Linked DNA regions of Mus musculus: region 1 is linked to region 2. The links are chromatin contacts, called in public Hi-C maps. All regions are on one chromosome and are shown on one strand. The core of a region is the stretch at or near the end of the contact, and the rest is flanking DNA. Distances in the headings are between cores, read along the strand shown.

The links. Hi-C and Micro-C count contacts between places; a contact is called where the count stands out from the background.
Region 1: a Hi-C map of liver shows a contact between it and region 2, with 2.0 times the contacts expected there. The contact joins two enhancer-like sites. A contact is called at or near these places in 2 of 484 Hi-C or Micro-C datasets (liver and nephron progenitors) and 2 of 9 other capture datasets (adipose tissue and pancreatic islet).

What each region holds. Positions count from the first base shown.
Region 1 is chr5:96,643,857-96,648,555 of GRCm38.p6, reverse strand. Fras1 (Fraser extracellular matrix complex subunit 1) reads right to left here. Exons shown (of 74, transcript NM_175473.3): 24 at 3,338-3,478; 25 at 2,588-2,728; 26 at 918-1,058. Among named protein-coding and RNA genes, the nearest start is that of Gm52781, 61 kb to the left of the region's middle. Within about 2 kb of position 2,750, at least 2 of the 459 cell types and tissues checked have an H3K27ac peak or open chromatin away from gene starts, as enhancers often do. A contact at or near this core is called in liver, where this site is marked.
Region 2 is chr5:96,533,584-96,538,507 of GRCm38.p6, reverse strand. Fras1 (Fraser extracellular matrix complex subunit 1) reads right to left here. Exons shown (of 74, transcript NM_175473.3): 4 at 3,557-3,649. Among named protein-coding and RNA genes, the nearest start is that of Gm33050, 77 kb to the right of the region's middle. Within about 2 kb of position 2,092, at least 3 of the 459 cell types and tissues checked have an H3K27ac peak or open chromatin away from gene starts, as enhancers often do. A contact at or near this core is called in liver, where this site is marked.

The sequences.
Region 1 (4,699 bases), core at 1,501-4,000, 110 kb before region 2:
TCTCACAAGCACTTGCAGTTCCCAAGAAGATCCCAAGTAAAGAATGCCAGAGATGTACTAATTTTCTTCTTTAAAAGTTTTCATCACTTTAGAGATCAAAGATGTGGAGACAGGCTATGTAGTGGGCTGTCAGCATAAAAAAAAAATCCCCATATTAGTGCTGAGACTGTGGGTCAAGGCTGGAATACTTGCCTACCATGTGTGAAGCCCTAGGTTCAATCCCCGGTACTGTCAAGAAATAAAAGATATCAAAATCCTCATATTATTGATTAACAAAACCCCAGGAGCTCTCAGCCATGGTGCAACTCTCAAGCTTTTCCTACCCACAAAGGTTAGGGTTTAGAAGTTTAGAAGTTTAGAAGGTTCAAAACTAGGCTGAATTTAAATTCATTTCTCTGCTTTTTAAAGGGAGATGTCTGTTCTGTGTTGGGACAGAGTTCCTTACAGAACACCTTCCAGTCAATGCACTTCCAACATCTGCAGTTAATGGACCAGTCTTCTCACACTATTCGTTTAGAACTCCTCTCCACTTTGTGTATAAAAGATATACTATGGCACCTCAGCAGAATTAGCTGTATGAGTTTACATGAAGATAATGCGTTAGACATGTCATATGTACGTGATTTTCTAAAGCGTGACTGCCATTCAAGATCACACCTAAATTTACATCGAATTTCTTATCTGATAGTTATGACTGTAAGGTACATAGCCCTTCTGTTTTCATCCTAAGATCAAAGATATCAGGAGTTAGATCTTCCTAACTACCTATGTTCTACAAATAGTAGAATCATGGGTCTCAGCACAATAGGAAAGCTGAATTTCATATAACAGATGTTAACTGTATCTGGAGACGCATCATTTGTTCAGAGACATGACTGGTAACATCACCAGCAGACTTCCAGCAAAGATGATCTTACCAGTACAGTTTTCATTAGATGAGTGGCCAGAGAAACCAGGGACACAGGTGGGCATGCAGAGACCACTCTTCAGAAAGAAACTGTGGTCGCATAAGTGACACCGATCTTTGTGGCTGCACCGCAAGCATCCCTGAGGGCAGGCTGCCAGAAAGAAGACACAGATAAGGCACAGTGAAGCACATCCCTTTGGTATGACCACAGTGGCAAATAGAGGTACTGTAACCAGAAGAGCCAAAACGCCAGCAATGGATAAATGCTTGCCTCACTGTAACAACAGAGAATTCAGTTTCCTTGCTGATATTTGTAGGGAGCTGATCTCCCCCAAGGAGGGAACGGAATAGTGAGATCCACACTCAACTCACAGAACATCATGTAAAGAACACCACTCATGGATGAATGTCCTAGAGGGCCTACTGACTTGTGAGAGATGCTGTTTAGGGAGACGAAGAGCACAGGTTCCTCTGGGTTACCATGCCTTCTCTGTCTCTTACCAACTGTGACCCTGAACTGTCTTTTACAGTCTGGGTTCTTGTCTTAATAATAAGGGTAGAAATAGCGCCTAATACAGACGGTAGTCTGGAGGAATACAAGCATTACAGTCTGAAGTGTCAGGCACACAAGGAGGGCTCACTGTTCTTCCATACCATAGCATTATTACTGTGAGAGCTGTGTCACCCGAGAATGAGAATAGTGACGGTAAGTATTAACCTCACTCAGAGAGCTAGCTCTTAAAAGTACCTTAGGGCTTTCTTCTTCTTTTGATCAAGTTGATAACCTTTGAAAGACAGAGTGCTCCACGTCCACTTGTCCTGCTTCCTAGGCTGGGATTTATTATGGTAGAGCTATGTAGCACAGGGCTAGGGCTTTAAACTTGAATCAGAGATCTAGGGCGCAATGTGCTGCCTTAACTCTTCAAAGCTGCCTTGATTTTCATGCTTACAGAACAGGATACTCTCTATCTACCATGTCTTTGTTTCACAACGTCATTGTGGATATTAAATGGGACATTAGAGATGAAAACAATCTAGGGACATATAAAACTCAAGGGAGTTTTTCCCCAAGCACTCAGAAAAGACCCCATGTTACCTGTGCACTATTATTCTACATCAAGTATTCTTCCTAGTGGATGCGCCAGGCAACAGGTTTCAATAGAAGTGACAGCAGGTAGGAATTCTTCTGAGATGATTCCATAGGCAAGGTTAAGACTTTGGGCTTAACTTCAGTCTAGTAGTAAAAGCACCAGTATTTCTCACTAACCGATTGCCCAAATCCTATTCCTTAAGGATATAATATCAATACTGGGGTCATGAGCGATTTAGTCTACATACTGAACGTTCTACATCCACACCAATATAGCTGATCCACTTTTAATGGGTACTTCACAGGCATTCAATATAAGCTTTGCATTCCATAAAATGCTGGCTTCATTTCTACAAAGACCTTTAGGAACAATATTGATTCGTACAAGAGAATTATCAGTCTGGCTTCCTGTATTCTATTTAACCAGCATTTGGCATAAGTACATAGGAAGCAATCAATGACTTAGGCCAAGCTCATTGGCTTTTATTCTGCTTCTATGTCAGATGGTCTTGGTTACATGAGAATCAGTGCAGACGACTTGCTGGCTGGCCCAAGTTCTTCCCAAAGCACTCAGCAAAGACCCAGCTCACCTATGCATCTGTGCTTGGCATGATCTGCAAAGTATCCTTTCCCACATTCTTGGACACACTGGGCTTGGAAGAGGAGAAAGGGCTCTTCACAGCGTGTGCACTCATGGGGACCCTGGCACTCAACACAGTGGCTGTCACAGCCTGAAAGACAAAAGTCAAGTCAACAGGCATCTATGCGGGTTTTCCAAGTGGACTCTGGGCACTTATGGCAAAGGTCATGAAGCAATGGGACCCATACGCTGGGCAAAGTGTGTCAACAAGAGTGACAGAGCCCGGCTCCTGGTTGTGTCAGTGGAGGTCTCAGGGCTAGCCTCTCTACCATGCCCTTCCTATATCTCAGAAGTGAGAATAACATCCCGAACTCCTCCCATGGAATTTGTATCAGATTATAGAAAATACTAGACAAACACAAAAATAATTAGCAGATATTTATTTTTATTGTAATTAATTATCAGTCTTTCTGGTGGTTCAAATTTCTAGGTATACAGAGCTTCCCATCTTGAGAATAGGATTGTTAAATGTTTAAGGAAATCTAAAATTAATGGTTCAGAGAAATGTTTGTGTGGCCACTTAACTATATGGTTGTCATACTGCTAGCAGATTTTAGCTTGTGTTCTACTAAGGCATGGGAAAAGGAAAAAGGAAATTGTCACTGATAGCAGAGACATTGCTGAAGAAGGAAACCAGGAGGTGTAGAAAAGCCAGAAGAATACCTTGCCGGCTCCTTAAAAGCCTGAGGCTGACACTTACGCTTGCAGGAGCCGGAGTCCCGGTAGTGTTGTGGTGAGCACTGCTCCACACACACACCATCCTGGAGAACATAGCCGTCCATGCACTGCAGACAGTCTGTTCGAAGAGGCCCAGTACAGGCGTTGCAACTCCAGTCACACTCTAGAAAGAAAGCCTATGTTAGAGCAGCTTCTATTCTGTCTCCCATCAGTCCTAGCAAACTATTAGGAGGCCACTTGTCTGTAGCTGTAAGAGGTAAAGTAGGGACAACACAGAGATGTCAGATGAGCGAGCTGTAACGAGGCCCCGGCTTGTAGGCCTTTAAATGCTTCTCGAGGTTTAGCATTTCCTAATTGTGTCAGACACAGGCATGCACAAGGAACAGTTCAAGCCTGTGCAGAGCCTACTTGTCAACAGGGCTTCTGTAGAGCCGGATCCACCTGGCTTTATTCCATAGGCACCTGAGTACTTCAGCCTTGGGCCACCCTAGTTCTTTATGCCAGACCACTCCCAGGGAGCAGGCTTGCCCCACAGACCTATCCCTGACCTCCTCCAAATACTCAGAGACATCAGAGACATAGCTAAGAATTCTGCTGCTGCCATGACACCAGACCCATTGAAAGCCTAATGGAGACAGTGTGGTAGAAAGAACAAACGAGGTATAAAGGGACTCTCCAGAAAGAAGGGGATTAGTGCACGATGGAAGACCTCATTTAGGGCAGAACAAACTAGTTTGAATGCTTCTCTGTTCAACAAGCGCCTGTAAGGGCACAGTTCACTGCATGGGGAGAACATAAAAGTGAGACAAGGAGTTTCTGCTGCAGTAAGACCAGTCTAGGATGTGGACCTCAGCAGTCCAGGGACATTGTTAAAACATACTTATCAGGCTCAGCATTGAGTCAGGAGTCCTGGGGGCTGGGGCACAGAGAAGCAAGCTACTGCCCTCACTGGTAGTCTTGCTGTTATAATCATGATCATGTTTGTAGCTGGAGGTTTTGATGTCCCCGGAAACACTGATCCAATTAGAGAGCTCATGTTTGAGAGGCAATGTTCTAGGGGGTCTTTTGAGGGCGGGTACCTGGATGATAGGAAGGCATAGCCGGGTGAAATACATGAGTTTTGAGGTTGGGCAAGTCTATTACATGATCATTTGACTGCTTTTCTTCTCCATTTTCCTATCTTTCCTAAACCTCTAGAGGCCTAATAAAATATACAGTAGTACCCACTTCCTGAGGCCACTGGGAAGACAAAATGAAACGATGAATGCAAACAATTAACACAGAGTCAAGAGAGCTCAGTGGTAAGCATGCTCTTAGCATCTGTGAGTCCCTGGCTCCGATCACAACAACTAAGTACAGTACCTGGTATAGAGTAACAGCTCAA
Region 2 (4,924 bases), core at 843-3,342:
AAAATAAAAAAAGTACATTTTTTGGTTGTTTTTGTTTTTTGAGACAGGGTTTCTCTGTATAGCCTTGGTTGTCCTGGAACTCACTTTGTAGACCAGGCTGGCCTCGAAATCAGAAACCTCCCTGCCTCTGCCTCCCGAGTGCTGGGATTAAAGGCGTGTGCCATCACGCCCGGCAAAAAGTACATTTTTTTTCTTCACATAATTTGCTCCTTTTATAAGGTTATAAATTCAGAATTCTAAATATCTTGGAATGTTCAGTGCATTTTCATAATTATACCCTGTACTTTGAGTAGAACAAGAATGAGTCCAATATTAATTTCTTCTCTCACATATGTAATTTAGCTCTCCTTTGCCCTCATGGAGAGGGATGTAAGTGTCCAGGCTCCCTGCACCTCTCTTTGCTCAGTGGGATTCATGTGAGCCACTGCCTCCTGATGCTTTCTGTCTTTGGTGAATCTTTATGCGCTTTCTTCTTAGACTCAAGTCATTATGTGCTGGGATTAAATGAGTGAGGAAGAGAGGAAAGATTACTGGAGCTTTCCCTTCCTCTTTATGAGCCAACCACAAGGGGACAAGAAAACAATCATTCAAATACCTCCATTTGAGGCTTGTGCCCTGACTGCTTGGCAAGATCCCAAGGAGAATAATGTATAGAGATCTCATGGGAAAGGGTGGAGATAAAACTGTCTCCACAGTCCTGGCTCCAACAACCTATGTAGCAATGCACTCCTAACAACCTGGAGGCAGCCAAAAGGCTCCAGAGTCCTCCCTACTCAAGGAAAGGTCTTTAGGCTTTTTGTGGCTTGCTGAGTTGAGAGCTCCATAGGACACTGACTCCTGCAGACAGAGACATCCTTCCTTGGGGCTTAGCTTTTCGCTGCAGGGTACCTACCACATGGCCCTGAACTCAGCCTTCTGTTGACTTCTCCGAACTTGAACCATGGTTACAGGGGACAGTATCACTTCAATTTTCCTTTCCCTTCTCACCTAGGATACCCTCAAGCCCCTACTAAATCTCTCAGCAGGCCCAAGTTTCCACTTTAGAACACAACAGCAAAGACCTAAAACACCAGGCTAGTTTACAGTTGCCAGGAAAGTCACCATAATCAGCCTTCTGAGATGCAAGCCAGCAGCCAGAGAGAGGCTTACTACAGTGAAAACTGCTTCCTAAAGAAGCTTAAAGGAAAGGGAGAGGTTGGGGGGCTAGGATCCAGAGAAATACCCTAGCAATGTGAATGACAAGGCCAGGCTCAGGCAAAAACAGGTGTCACCTGCTCAGGAAAATCAGGGACACTGGATTTGGAAGAGAAGCTAGAGGTTACAGTGGGGGCTGGGGAGTAAGAAGACAAAGATTCTAACCCTTGTAATTTGTGGTGAGATTCGATTGCATCACAACTTTAAAAAGAATCGATCTCCGGGTCTGTTTGGAAAAGTAGACCATGAACGATTTCCCAGCCAAGCCACAGTTATCAAAATGCAACCCTTTTTCGCAGTTACATGGAGGACCGCAAATACAGTGATGGCGTTTTCTGAGGGGATACATTTTGAAAGTACAAATAGGAAAGCATGCATGAACATGTTCCTATCCAGTGTAGAGCTTTTAACGTTACTGCAGCAGGAGTGAGCTGCAAGGGGGCAGAGGGAAAGGCAAAATTAAAAGGCACAGGGGATTTATAACTAACCCACAAGAGACCTGTGGCTTACGAATGCCTGGCCACCCACAACAGTAACTACATAACCCAGGAATAAGGACACAGAGAAGTTGGGGAAATCATTGAGTAATGGCCTGAGTCTTCCCACCTATCAATATTTACTGAATAAACTGACCCTTGGTGAAGGGTCAGCGCCAAGTTCTAGGTTAGTTTAACAGGCAAAGATAACTATGAAGGTATTCAAATGGTTATTAATGTTCTTAAACAACTTCAAATATAAGATTGTACATGTATATAAATGTCACATAAGTAAAGAGATGGTGTCCATCAAATGACCCCTGATGAATTGCAAAGATAACCTCTGTAAGGGTGCTCTTAAATCAGTTTTACACCTATTAACTCCTATTTGGCACCTATCACTGGTACCAAATCTTTTCAGTGTATCTGGCTTTCTCTCTCCCAGCCAAGATCCTGATTTTATTTTGACTGCTAGTATCTCCTGTATTCTAATACCCAGCACGGATTTTATCGAACTGGAACAACACACCTGTTCTAATCATGATGAGCTGCCATTAATCCCATCACCAGTCATCCCTGCAATGCCCCCACTTCATGGGGATCATGTGTGGCAGTTCAAGGTGACACCCCCTTAGAAAACAGACTGGCGTGGGCAGCACATATTGACAGGCGGGATCAAGACCTTTGCAGTGCAGAGCCTGCTTAGGTGTCTTTCAGCAAGACATTGTGTGGAACGGAAAGAGACATTTCCTACTGTTCCTAGGAGACAGTGGGCAAAGGAAGATGATCTGGTCCCTGGGGACATGAGCATTGTGCTCAGTGAGTGTTAGGTGCATGTACTGAATAGCGCCCGAGAGTGGGTTTATCAAATCCTGCTAACCCACGCTCTCTCCTGAATAGGCAGAGATACTAAATCTAGGAACATTGTGTATCAGGTGGAAGATGAGTATTAACGCAAAGAGCCTTTCTTTCTTAACTGTGCGCAACTTTACCTTGTAGGACAGGGTAATGTTTTTAGCAAGGGTAGAAAGGGATGCTTTTCATAATTCCTACAATAAATCTTACAATGTTGTATTTAAATTAGTATTTAGTATCTACAATTAAGCCTGTAGGATCCAGGAAATACAGTCTAAGGAGTAAAAAGTGAATCTTTGGGAGACATTCTCAGGACTGTGGTTCTTGATGGAGGACAGGAAAGGGTAATAAGAAACATTTGCCCATGCCTGCAGACATTCCGTGTTGTCATGACTGAGGATTGCTCCTCACACCCAGTGAGGAAAAGCCAAGGAAGGCACTGGACTCCCTACAGTTCCTAGGAGGGCCCCAAAACAAGATCTCTAAGGTTAGTGCCCTGAAACTGAAAATCTGTATCTGAAGGGAAACATGCCTGAACTATGACTAGAAAGAGAAAGTTAATTCTCAGCTAGATTGTGTCATTTGCAACCTGTTTACAACTTTGACATGGGAGTAGCTCCATCTGTCCTACTCATCAGCTATTAAAAATTATCAAAGAAAAAAATCTATATTAACATACAAAAGGAAGATAGTGGGTACTGTTATTATTCAACACCACGAGCTCTTCAACATCAACATTCTCAGCCTATTCTTTATACAGACAAAAACTCAATGTACAAATATTTATGTAGAGCTTATGGAATAAATAGTATGCTTTTCATCTTGTTCAAAAGAAAGAAAGAAAATCACCTACAGAAAGCCAGAGAAGCCTCCTACCTCTGTAGTCAGGCTATGCAAAGAAAAACAAAACACACACACACACACACACACACACACACACCAACACCTTTTAGCAACCCAGATCTAGCACTAGGCTTTCTTCTGTCAATAACCCACAAATGCACCTTGAGCTTTAGACAAAGAATACTTACCTCATGGATCTTTCCCTCATGGTGACAAGAGCCAGGAGTCCTGGGTGCACACTGTGGGCAGCACTGGTTGGGGGCAATCCACAGCACTTCTCCCTGGGTGTTTAAAATCAGCTCAGTATGAAATCACAGCAGCAAACACTAGTTCATCAGACCCCTAAGCCTTGGAGATTCCCCAATCCTCCTGTGTTTTCACAGGTAACACTGACAAGGTAAAGTGAATAAATCAACACAAAGGATTCCCTGTCAAGAGATGCTTTTTGGTAAGTCCTTTCTTTGAAAAAAAAAAAAAACAAAGAACCCCCAAAAAGCAATCCTCTGTGTCTCTTCACATGTAAAGGTAATGGAGTGGTGAATTGTTTCCACAAGAAATGCTTCTCATAAGGAAAGCAGATGGAGTGAGAAAGGGGCTTATTTCACTAACTGTATTGTTTGCCTGTCTTGGAAAAAGATTCGGGAGCAGGAAACTGCTCCAGAGCAAGCAAGATCTTCAGTTCTGCTCAGAGGCCTACTACAGGAAGGAGAGGAGAACAGAACAGGGAGTTGAGGTCCAGGGGGTTCTGGTGCACTTCTGGAAGCAGAAGACATGGAAAGACAGAGTTTTGACAGGAAGTAGCACCGTGGTAGGGACACTTCCTGATCCACCAGGAAAACTGAGAAGGATTCCCAGCTGCCAATGAAGAGCTGTTCTTGAGGCTTCTATAATTGCAGATCATGATAATTCCAAAAGAAGATAACCCAGGATTCATCTCTCCTGTAAACTAATAATGCATCTGGCACCATGAAGAATCTCTTCAGAGTCATCACAAGATAGAGGCTAAGGATATAGCTCTGTGTTAGAGCACACGTGGTAAACAGGCCCTGAGTTTTGACCCCAAGGAAAACAAAGGGGTTAGTTAATTATCTTTAAGAACTATCAACCTTTCCCATGACCTAACAGTGGTTAGAGATCTGCATTTGCCAGGAAGACATGACCACCCACAGGATGGAGGTCTACAAAGCAGTTACTCAGAAGAATAACAACACGTTTTGTGTGTTCATGCTACCTTTCGCCCTTCTCATTGTTATCTTTGGTTACTTCCATTACACACAAACAAACACACACATACACATACAGAGAGACAGACAGACAGACAGACAGACAGACAGACAGACAGAGGCAGAGAGGCAGAAACAGAGAGAGGCAGAAAGTTTTCTCAGTTCATCTAACTATATCTGAAAGAGTAAATGAGAAACAATGGATATTTTATGACTGTAAATCTACTCCAGAAAACCATTCATAACAACAACCATCAAATTACCCTTATATGATTGGTAAAGAACAAAGTTTATATTTGAGATTTATGAAACTGAGCCTGCTATGCAATATTA